2 separate regions of the Cricetulus griseus genome follow, and region 1 is linked to region 2. A link is a contact called in public Hi-C data. All regions are on one chromosome and are shown on one strand. Each heading gives the region's core, a stretch centred on a gene start, on an enhancer-like site or on the middle of the called end of the contact. The rest is flanking DNA. Distances are from core to core; before and after follow the strand shown. Region 1 holds the start of Flrt3 (leucine-rich repeat transmembrane protein FLRT3). Region 2 overlaps Macrod2 (ADP-ribose glycohydrolase MACROD2).

Region 1 (5,846 bases), core at 1,780-4,279, 210 kb after region 2:
GAACTAGATAGCCTATGTATAGGTAAGTTCGGAGACATGGATCAGATGATCCCTTCTGTAATCAATCATTAGGGATTGTGGCTTTACTTGGAAAGTAGTAAAAGTGATTTGCAAGAAGGTGGGGGTATTTGTTTTTATTTTTCTACGTGGATACACCTGATTCCAAATGTAATGTCCCCTAGTCTCACAGAGAAAAACACAAAACAAAATCGTTTGGGCTCAACTAGATTTTAAATGCAGGGAACTTGAAGCCCTGTGATATAAGAAGATAGGAAACAAATAATCTTCTGCCTCCACTGCACGCCCATCTCTGCCTATAGAACAACTCCAAAGAGAAATGTGAAAACTGAAAACCATGTTATTGGCCCTACCCTACCACCACTGAGTAATACTTCTTTTTACCACATGCCCAAATGCCTCCCCCCATCTTTGTAAGAGCAGCTATCACTTTGCTGGGCAGTTACTATGAGTCACGCTCTGAGCTAATAAACTCAGAAACATTAAGTGATTTGTCAATAGTCATGTGGCAAAGCCCAAGAGAGAGCTCAGATCAAGGGAAGACTCTGAAGCCCATATACTTAGACTCAGTGGCCCTCCGTACCACACACATACTTTGAGTCCTTCTTCCTGTGAGACTCCAGTCCCACCCTTCACATCACAAAAGCTGCTTAGTCTCCTCCTCCTCCAACTGGAGCAACTATCCCTTTCTAGTTAGTCTCCTTTGGAGTATATAGCAGGAAAGCAATCTGAAGTAACGCTTGGCATTTTAACCTTGCTAGAGATGTTACAGAAAGTAGTCAAGGGGGCACACATTAAAGTAAGTCCACTTGACACTAGCAGAATTTCAGGTGTCTGATAATAGAAGGAATTGGACCCCCACCCTACTCTGCACTCGCCCCAGAGTATATACATCTGGGGCCTGTGAGAGTGCTAAGCTTGAAGACTGGAGTTTGGACTCTGGCACTCACATGGTGGATGGAGAAAACTGATTCCTGTAAGTTACCTTCTGACCTCCACACTTAGATCATGATGTGTGTGTATTCTCCTAACCCCCACATACAAACAAATAAATGTAATTTAAATTTGAAAAAGAGTATATTTGTTTGTGAAAGGGAAGATGACAATGAAGGCAGGATAGATTACATTTTTGGCAATCTCTTGCATGCTGCTACATTTTAATTCACAGCTTGTGGGGGGCAGGATGCAGAAAACATAATTGGTATTCAATAAATTCTTGCTGCCGTTATTTCCCAAGAGATGAAACCAAAGCACAAAGCAGGTAATATGAGGTCACATGACAAATTGCAGCCTAGGGAATGCAAGCCCCAAAGCACCCAGCTCCCAGACCAGCCTGCTTTCCTTTAGATACCTATAACCCAAATTGCCCATTTATCTTTCATTTTTGTTGAAGGCTTTGAGGCAGCTGAATGGAGACAGAACTGATTAAATATGGATATAAGCCCACAGGAATTTGGTCAGGCAAAAATTTCCTTTTTAAATAGAATCAACTCTCATTTGAAAATGGCTTCTAGAAAGAACTATTTCAAGAAATAATTTAATCCAGGTGTTGATTTGCAGTAACTGAAAACAACCCACCTATTCCTAAGAGATTATCAGTTGGTTCAACTTTCTTTCCTCCAAAAAATGCAGCAGCCACCTTGGAGTTTAACCTGCACTACTTAAGACTTCTAAGAAACTGGCTTTTCAATAGATGTTAAAATGCTAAAAGTCTTACTTTCATTCAATGGGTCAGTCCCCAGAAGTCAGCAAAAGAGTGATCATAGAACAATAGGTGTCAGAACATCTCTTATCAGGGGTTCACTTCACCTTCCACTCTGATAGCCTCCATTCTTGGAGGAAAATTCAAAAGGTCAAACAGATGCCAAACACACGGATAAACTAAAGGCAGCTAATGAAGAGAAAATAACCACATACTCCTGAGACAGACAACTAGCCTTCAAAGATAAACAAAAAATTTCCTAGAAAGAACACAGTCAGAATCAAGCAAATAAAGACATTAAAGGAAATGGCCATTAGGGTAAATGCAGAAACAAGATCCTTCACTTAAATTCACTTCCTTAAGGGGAAGCTCACAAGTCCAAAGTAATTCCTAACTCAACAGTAGGAAACTGATGAAAAAGTTACACCTGGAAATCACAGTCTTAATATCCTGTTAATGAGGCAGAGAAATCGCAGTGTCTTGCAACTGTCAATATTTATTCATGTATCCAGATTAAAATAATTTAATCCCAGCAGAACCATCTCTAACAGATATTCTAGGATGATGATGTCTGTCTGAACCCATGCTCATGGCAGCAAGAAAAAAAAAATAAGAAAAAGATTCTACCTTTTTATTTTGGGGGAATCTCTTAAATGTAAGTTATATTATCGACTTGGTTCTAAAGTAGGGGTATGCAGTTAGGCACACTTGTAAGTGGTCTCTGTAGTAGTACATGAAACCTGCTTCATTATGTAAAAGTGCACATGAAAAGAAAAGCCTTCCTCCTTCCCAATAAGACTGCTTTCTTCAATATTTTTATCTTTCTCCTATTCCCATGTCCTTTCTCCTAAGTAAATCATATGTGAACCTGCTTTCGATTCATTTACCAAATAAATTTTGGTTGGGATTGCCATCGTCCATTCTCCACAGTTAGAACATGATTGTAATATAATGAAAACAATCTGACTTTCGTTAACGTATTTTCAATGCAGATGGCTTGGACACCAGACACCTGTTCCTCTGTTGTGATCTTACAAATAATCCTTCTCGCATGCTTGTGTATTTTTCTGAGTGTGCTACCACCACCTCGTAGTAGTAAACTTTAGGGAACGCTGAGAGTCTGAGGCGCTGCCTACAAACCAAATGGCATCTTGGCTTTGGCAAGCTGAACGGCTCATTTCGGCTTCTCTCACCCCCTCTAGCGTTGGCAAAGCTCATCTGTCTGATTATCCAGTTACCTCACTGAACAAGAGCTAGGCTAAGTCCTGCCCACCTATGACATCACCCCCTTCCTCAACCACTGCGAGGTGAAGCTTTAAACTTCAGACTTGGAGGTGGGCTGCGCGCAGTCAACTGGATGCTCTCGCGCGCAGTCCTCAGCACAGGAGTGATCTGAAGCAGGACGGGCTCAGGCTGCAGCTGCTGTGGCTTTGTGTGCCCTGGATGCCGCGCTCCGCAGACGGGGGAGGGTTTTTACTTCAACTCACAGGCAATGGAATTACAGCTGTAGCAGCAGGGTATAAAGGATTGCTTTTTTTTCTCGTCTTCCTGGTAAGTGTTTTTCATGCTTTTTCTTACCATTGTCCCAGAAACTTCGCTCGCTGTTACTCTCTAGAAAGAAAGGACTTGCTGGGTTCCATGAGGAATCCAAGTAGCCGCGTTTGCTCCGTCAGCAGGACAAGCAAAGATGTGCGTGCAAGGCAGCTAGGGAAAGTCTGCCTAAATAGCCAAATGTGAGAAGTTTCTTACAGCCTTATAGCATTAATGATGATGATGATGATGATGATGATAGCTCCCCTCTGTTTTCAAGCAATTGCTATTGACATGAAGCTTTACGGGAAACTGCAAGTTGGAAAGTTGAGTGTTTGAGATAGAATAAGAGGCAGATTTTTTTTTTTCTCGGCTACAAAAGCGAAAGGTCGCTAACTTGGTGTGTACTGTATGTGTGGTATGATCACCTATCGCTGTTTTCATAACTGTGAAAGAAAATCAATAATCCCTCAGCCCATGAGTACGCAGTCCATGAAAAGCATATATCTCGCTCACAGCCAGCGAGCTGCCCTGGGAGAACAAGACCCCTCTGTGGAGGATTAACAGCTACACCTAGATCTGAAAGCTTGCACTGCTTATCCTGCCACAGCTCCTTCAGGCATTTGAAGCTCGGGAATCTCAACTGGTAAATTCAACTCAGAGTCTCGGGCCAGGAGAACGCCAAAACCCATCGCTTGGGCAAGTGTAGAATGTGACTAGCATAGTAACTGGGTAAGTCCACTCAGAAAAACTAACAAAGATCACCCTGGAAGCCGGTGCTTGATGTATGCAGTGAGGGTAGCAGGGGAGGAAAGCCTGGCTGGGGTCATCGTCAAATGGCAAAGGCTGAGTGGCCATTCACTTGCAACTCGCAGTGGAAAAATCTTATATTGGAACAAATGCATGGAGACTACAAAGCTTCCAGAAGGTATTTAAATGTATCTTAAAAAAAAATAACTGTTTTTCAGTAAATTATGTCTGAAACAAAATGGTTGCATGAAGGTAAAGAGTGCAACAGGCCCGTCTTTTCTCAACATTGGGAGGGGGCTTATTTGTTTAGACTTAAAAGGAAATTAAAAAATGTTGGTGTTTTTCAATTACATAACTAAATGGTTTTTAATAGTTATTTTAATTGTTCTCAGTCAATCTATGCTTCAAAATGCACACATTGGTTATGTGATCAGGATGAAATACCATGATTAAAGCCATGAAAAGTGCTTCAGCTGTAGCGATTCCTTCATTCATCCTTAACTGCATAAGAATATCCTGACCAGCATAAACAGACAAGGAGGAACCTGCCCACTCTCAGGCTAGAATCACTTAAGCTTGACTCAGAGTGACAGGTGACTGACATCCATTTCTTTGGAAATGAGTAAAGAAATCAATCCTTTAAAAGTATCACAAAATATTATCACTACAAATATTAACGATCTTATTGTGTTATGACTATGCAAAGATTAGTTATATGACTTAGCTTCAAATATATGTGTATATGGATATGTGTAAATCTGTATATTTATTAGCCTAAAATGAAGAAAAGGTTTTAAAATTTCATTACATATATTTAGCTAAAAAAAATCAGTTTATTCTTTTAATAGAAAATTCCCAAAGGTCAGAAAAGATATTACCAAATGAATAAACATAATGAATTCATTAATAGGGTATTCCAATAGTAGCATTGATTTGTTATTAATTGGGCTTTTTGTTTCTCTGCACACCCTTTTAAAAAATTGATTCTGAATTGGTTCAAATGTCCAATTAAACAATTCCTGAATCTAATGTTTATGAGATAAATAATTGGGAAGTAAACAAAGTTTTTTTTCCAAAAATTAAAAAAAGATAACAAATAGAAAATTTGTCATAACTAAATGTGGCAGCTAATAGAAGCTATGTTTCTTTTGCTTTCAAGTGTTAATTAAGGAGTCTCCGATTCTATCAAAACTTTTCAGAGCTAAATGAAGCGGTGTGAAATAAATTTGGTTGAAATCTTGTGGCTGTCAGACTTTGTTAGAGAGCTATTAATTATCTTTACCCCAGTTTCTTCTCTGGCTATATTGCCCAATCAAATAGAAACTCCAATTATACTCAGCGTCTCCTGCCTAGGGACACAAGACCCTAATGAACAGTCAGTCTCTCCAGATGAAAAATACAATTATCAGCTTTAAACATGCAAGTGCAAGCAATGCAGATTTCCCCCTGTGCTTTTCTTGGCCACACATCCCAAGGCTTTTTCCTCTATCTTGATTATTTTGAACAGTTTTAAACCCAACAAATGTTAGTGGCTAAAGGTATGCCTATTTTAATAATATATGAATGTTTCTTGCATGTTAGTTATGATAGATCGATGTCCATATGGATATTAAAATAAATCTGGTCATCTAAAATATTTAGTTTAGAGTTGCCATTTCAGTTGGTCTCAACCCTCTTCCCTTTTAAAGGTGGGTGGGCTACATAACAAAGAACATGATTAATGGCAAAATCTAAAGCTAACTTAAAAATTCTGAATAAACCCTTTCTACATTCTCTTATTCATACCAATTCAGTAAAAGGCATTATAAATAGTTGTTTTGTGTCAAATGAAGATCACCATAAATAA
Region 2 (5,601 bases), core at 2,714-5,213:
TCATAAACTGTTTCTATGATATAAATTCATGCACAATCCAATAGCTAATACAGTCATGTGCTTTGAAAGTAAAAAGACAGAGGTAGCTCTTTGAGGGATTAGAGTTAATATAGACAAGCAGGTTTTAGTTTATGATGTAATTAAAGGCAGTTATAGATGCAACAAAATCTAAATATACTAAAATTGGGAGGTATAATATTTAGTTTTGCTTCATGTATTTTGAAATGCTATTGTTCAAAAGGTGCACCCTTTTTACAGTGATGCCTTTCTGATGGGCTGATGTTCTCATTATCTTATCAATGCAACAACAACCTTTCAAAGTCAATGTTTGTAAAATACAAATGTCCCCATATTTATAATTCCAAACTACTTGTGCCATACCTAATAGGAATTTCATATAGACAGCAAACCATCAGAGCACATTTTTACCCAGGATGTCAGAATTCTTTAATTGAAATATTTAGACCATTTATATTTTAGTTGTTTTATTCATTCATGCACCATAAAATTGGCCCATTTAAAGTACACAATTCAGTGGGTTTTATATGTTCACAGATTTGTTCAACCATCACCACAATCAATGTTTGAACATATTCATCTTTCCCTAGAAAGACACACCTATTAGTATTCAGTCACCATTTCTCTTTCCCATAACCTTGTCAGCCCTCAGCAACCAATAATTTGCTTACTGACTCTAGATTTTTCTGTTATAGATATTTCACATAAATAAAATCATATAATATGCATTCTTATGACTGTTTTTTTTAACACACAGCACAAGATTTTCAACATTGGTTCTTGTTATAGCAGTGAGTCATTCATTTTCACAGATGGGTAATTTTCCATTTTATGATTATATTTGTTCATCTGTCAGTATACATTTCATTGTTTCAATTTGAATGCTGTTAGGAATAATGCTGGTATTCACACACACACACACAAGGTTTATGTGAATGCATGTTTTTACAGCTCCCATTTATATATGGGAATATAATTGCTGGGTTCATATGGTGATTCTATGATTAACAATGTGAAAAACTGCTACAAAACTTCCTCAGGTGAATATAACATTTTGTGTTCTTCCTAATCATGTATGGAGGTTGTAGTTTCTCTTATCATCGATAATAGGTGATATGACCTGTTGTTTTGATAATAGATACACTCCCTGACTGGAGAAAGTAACATGTCACTGTGGTTTGGCTTTACACTCGTCAGATGAATTATGCTCAGCATCTAATAGTGTCCTGATCTTAGCCATCTGAATAACTTGTTTGGAGAAATTGTGATTCAGATCTTTGGCATACTTCAACAAATGAGTTATTGTCTTTTAGTTGTGACCCAAAAAAAGACACATTATTACTGTACTCCCTTATCAGATATGTGATTTTCAAACATTTTCCCCACTCTGCTACTTATCTTTATTTTCTTTATGATGGGATTTGAAACACATATACCTACTTTCAGTTCTGTATATGATACCTCTTCAGTGAACATTTATGTAGAGTTTTGAAGCTGGAAAACATTGGAATCCAATTTTTAAATGGATTATTACAGAATATTCTGAGCCCATTTCATTTCCAGTAATTTGCTGATATACAATAGCCAAAGTCTATCATTTTATAACCTTCTCTCTTTTTATGGCTTCTATTTCTCTTTATTTGGTTATTTAAAGAATTTTTTAGTTTATGCCCTAACTTGTAGCATTGTAAAGCCCACTGTTTTGTATAGTGTTTTTTATTGTAGCTATATTAATACAACATATGAGTTAAATTTTTTACTGTCAAATAATATCATCTTCCAGGGTCAAGTGATATGCTCCTGCTAGTGCCATTGACAGCCTGGGGTCAGTAATGTGGAATTGTCCAGTAATGTTTAGAAGAAACTGTGAAACATGTACTGTTGTTGGACCTCCTTTCTTCATGAACCTGGCTACAAGAATCTCAAAGCATTTGTTCTTGTATGCTTATTGGCAGCTTTAGGTGAGATACTGCCACAGCAGCCTACCCAGAATACATGAAGAATCATGAGAAAACTCACCGGAGTCACCCTGCATCTGTCAAGAACCCTAAGCAGCCCTCCTCCTCCTTCCATTTTTCAGAGACTTCTTCAGTTTGTTGTGTTATTTGGAGATTTTTATTTATAAGGAGAAAGACTGGGGAGAAATGTTACCACTCCATTCTGGTAGAATTGAAAATAATATGTTATGTTAGCATTGAAAATGACCATTTGTTCCCCTTGAATTCCACTAATATATTTTGTTTCCACCCAGTAATAATTTAGAAAGGTTCAACTATTTTGACGATGGCACAAAATTACTCCTTTTGTTTTTCATATGCAGGCAAACAACCATTTATATTTATCTAAAATAATTGTAAACATTTGAAAATAATTACATGGTTAAGTCACTCCAATTAGTTAAAAGAGTTGGATGAGAACACAACAGAATATTCAAACAACAGCTGAGTAGAAGATTTTAATCTCATTACCACTGATGTCAGCATTCTACCTGAGGCAAAACTAATTGCTGCAACTTCCACCCACAGCCCCAACTCATTGCATACTCACACTGGATAATCATGGAGGAGAAAATGCCCTAATAAAGGGAGGTGGAGTAGGGAGATTTTATTGGACCTTTGCATCATGGAGGAAGCCAGAGAACAATGCATCTGCAGTTCTGTATGTAAGAGAAAAGATCTATGCATTTGCAAGTCATCTCTCTGACAACAACAACAATAAGACGCCATCTCGGATGTTCCTGGAAGTGCCTTTGTGGAAACATCAGAAATGTGGTTCCCTGGTATGTAGACTCTAATTTGGAATTTCAGTTGCACTTCAGATAAGTCATCAAGTACCCTAGAACTTGTTTTGTTGTCTGTGACATAAAGGTTGCTGATTCTCCTGAAGAACTGAATGAAAATATGAAGGGTGTTTCTCGAAGAATCTCAGAAATGGTAAATAACTACTCATTACACTGACAAAACAGTGTAGCTGGGGCTCAGAACCTCAGGGCACCAGGGTTGGTTTGTATTAGGGTTCTCCCAGTGCTAACTTCAAAGGCACCATACCAACTCACATTTTCTAGGGAAGTGTCTCTCCTAAAAGCATCAAGGAGAACTTAATAAGTAAACCGTGGTCTCAAAATACTGACATGCCGTATTAATTTGAATAAATCCAAAAATTCTAACCATTATCAGATTTCAAGTAAATCATTTTATTTTTCCAAAAAGTAAATTGTGGGACAAATCTTAAGAATTTCTGTTTTAATCTTGTACATCTTCCTCTGAAAATTGCCTGAGTCTAAAAGAAATTTTAAAGCTACATATTCAGAAAGTAAAGACTACCTCACATTTTATCTCTTACAAAGGGTAGTGGAATCCCAACAACAATTATGTGCCTCACCCTCCCTTTAGCCAGTGCTTTCTACTAACTTTGGTCTGTTTGGAGTTCAATAGACTTTATAACAGAGCTACTGGAATAAGTTCCCCTCCTTGGGCTTATTGGGCCATAGAGGAACACACAAATATAAATCTATTTTATAGAGTGTCCAATGCAACAAGTATTAAGTCATTTGTAGTCCTGGCACAGTAGAGATGAGTTCCACAGCCTTGGAAAACTATTTAGTGGTCTGGACCTCAGAATCCCAGCTAGGGGGTAATACAGCAACACTACACTGCATGTTTGACAAGCATTTCTCAGGAACCTGGCCACACCCTTGCAAGTCAAGGGGTGTGCCAGCAGCCAGTACTGACTTCATTTAAGGACAATCAAATAAAAGGTCTAAGAACAAGTGTGAGCTACAAAATAGTGAATGAGTCATGGGGCAAGCTGTGAAGCAAGAGAGGTGAAGGAAAAAACCGGTAAAGCAGAATGATGTGGGAAAGTTGGAATACCAAAAGCATAGCTAGCAGATAGTAAGGGGAAAGGGGAGGAAAAAAGAAAGAGCAGAAGTGCTGGGTAAGACCTAGGATATGACACATTTAAGGGTAGAGTTACACAGACAGCTGACTCATACTGCCAGCAAGGGCCAGGGATTTCAACATTGGATAATCAGTTGTCTTCTATTATGGGTGGGAAACCAAACTCAGAGGAAATGTCCCAATGACTTACTTTATTAGGCTGGATCATGACCTCATAGTACTAGCAAAGATAAACACTACCCATGCCTCGGACCCCAACTCTGGTGTAGCAGCTCTGTAAGCCACTCTATTGATGAGGATACACAGTAAGATCTGGAATCCTAAGGCTACACCAAAGGCATCTTTCGTATACACACTCCACAGTCCTGGGGCTGAATCTATCTAATCTACTAAATAGAGTTTGTTACCACATTCCTAAGGAGGAAATGTCTTTTTTTTAAACCTTACTCAGCTCCACTTTCACTCAGAGGTTATGAATATTTTATACTTCATTCTATGAAAAATATTTTTAAAAAAAAAAAAGGTTAGACAGAATAATAGGAAGACCCAAAGGTGCGCTGAAATGTAAATGAATGAAAAATGAACTAGTTTTGGAGAAAATAACCTAGAAAGAAAAATAAATCACAGGTTGTCCTATTGTGTTCTGGTGTCAGTCATATTGTCTGATATCCCTGAAAAATCCATTATTCATTTTAAAAGATAAGATGAAAACCATATGCGTTTATTAGTGAAAAGGATTGGAGAAGTTCATTTTGATTAGATGAAATATCCATCCAGTGTTATTCTGAAAATAAATTCAATGGTTCATACAGAAAAAATGGGAAGTGCACTTTTACCATACCTTCAACTCCAGATCTACCAAATGCATATATAGTTATCAAAAGAATGTTGTGAAAATTACAGCCAACTTTATAACAGAAATTGGGCAACAGCTCAGGAAAAACTTCATTCAAAATAGAAGATAATTAAAATTTAAATGACAGAATGTCCAACTGCCTTTTTAATATTTTATAGTCTGAATAAATTTACAATTTTATTATCACATATTCTTTTACAAAATATTTTAAGCTCGTGACGCATCTCAATGGCAACTCACTACATAATTTTCACAGGGGTGCTCCTCTTCCATGTAAGCTATTTTTGCAATAGATGATAATAATGATGCCAAAAATGATTACCTGTAATCAATCCATGCCCTGGGTTATCTGACATACTTATAAGCACAAAAGCACTGGCAGTTTAATGTCTCTCTGTTCTGTTGACAACTTATGGTTTAAGAAATTCTGTATATAGAACTTTTTCCCATTGAGACTTTCATTACTGCAGTTACATGAGAAGGCGACTTATTTCACATTCCTGAATTGCAGTGGAAGCAAGACTTACTCCTATAACTATAATAATTCAGTATCATTGTTTAAATAAATATTAGAAAATTACTAGTGGAATTACTCACTCAAATACTAACTTAGTTTATACTATACAACTCTGTACTTCATTAAAGAACCAAATCCATACCACCAGGCAGTGGTGGTGGAGCAACTGAAGGGGAAAAGACTATGAGTTTGTCAGATGTCTGCACCACTAAGATAATAAAGTAAAAAAAATGTCACACAGTTGCATCTAAATGATTTTAAGATTTGAATGTTCTAAGACATTATTTTCTTTTTGTATCCCTACCTTCCAG

The links. A called contact is a pair of places that touch in the nucleus more often than the background predicts.
Region 1: a contact with region 2 is called in a Hi-C map of fibroblasts, with 2.9 times the contacts expected there. The contact joins the promoter of Flrt3 here to the enhancer-like site in region 2. A contact is called at or near these places in 2 of 8 Hi-C or Micro-C datasets (the CHO-K1 cell line and fibroblasts).

Annotation. Positions count from the first base shown.
Region 1 is chr6:38,148,129-38,153,974 of CriGri-PICRH-1.0, forward strand. Flrt3 (leucine-rich repeat transmembrane protein FLRT3) reads left to right here and starts at 3,030. Exons shown (of 2, transcript XM_035446322.1): 1 at 3,030-3,271. All of the region lies in intron 3 of Macrod2 (ADP-ribose glycohydrolase MACROD2), which reads right to left.
Region 2 is chr6:37,942,183-37,947,783 of CriGri-PICRH-1.0, forward strand. All of the region lies in intron 4 of Macrod2 (ADP-ribose glycohydrolase MACROD2), which reads right to left. Among named protein-coding and RNA genes, the nearest start is that of Flrt3, 210 kb to the right of the region's middle. Within about 2 kb of position 3,964, at least 1 of the 6 cell types and tissues checked has open chromatin away from gene starts, as enhancers often do. A contact at or near this core is called in fibroblasts, where this site is marked.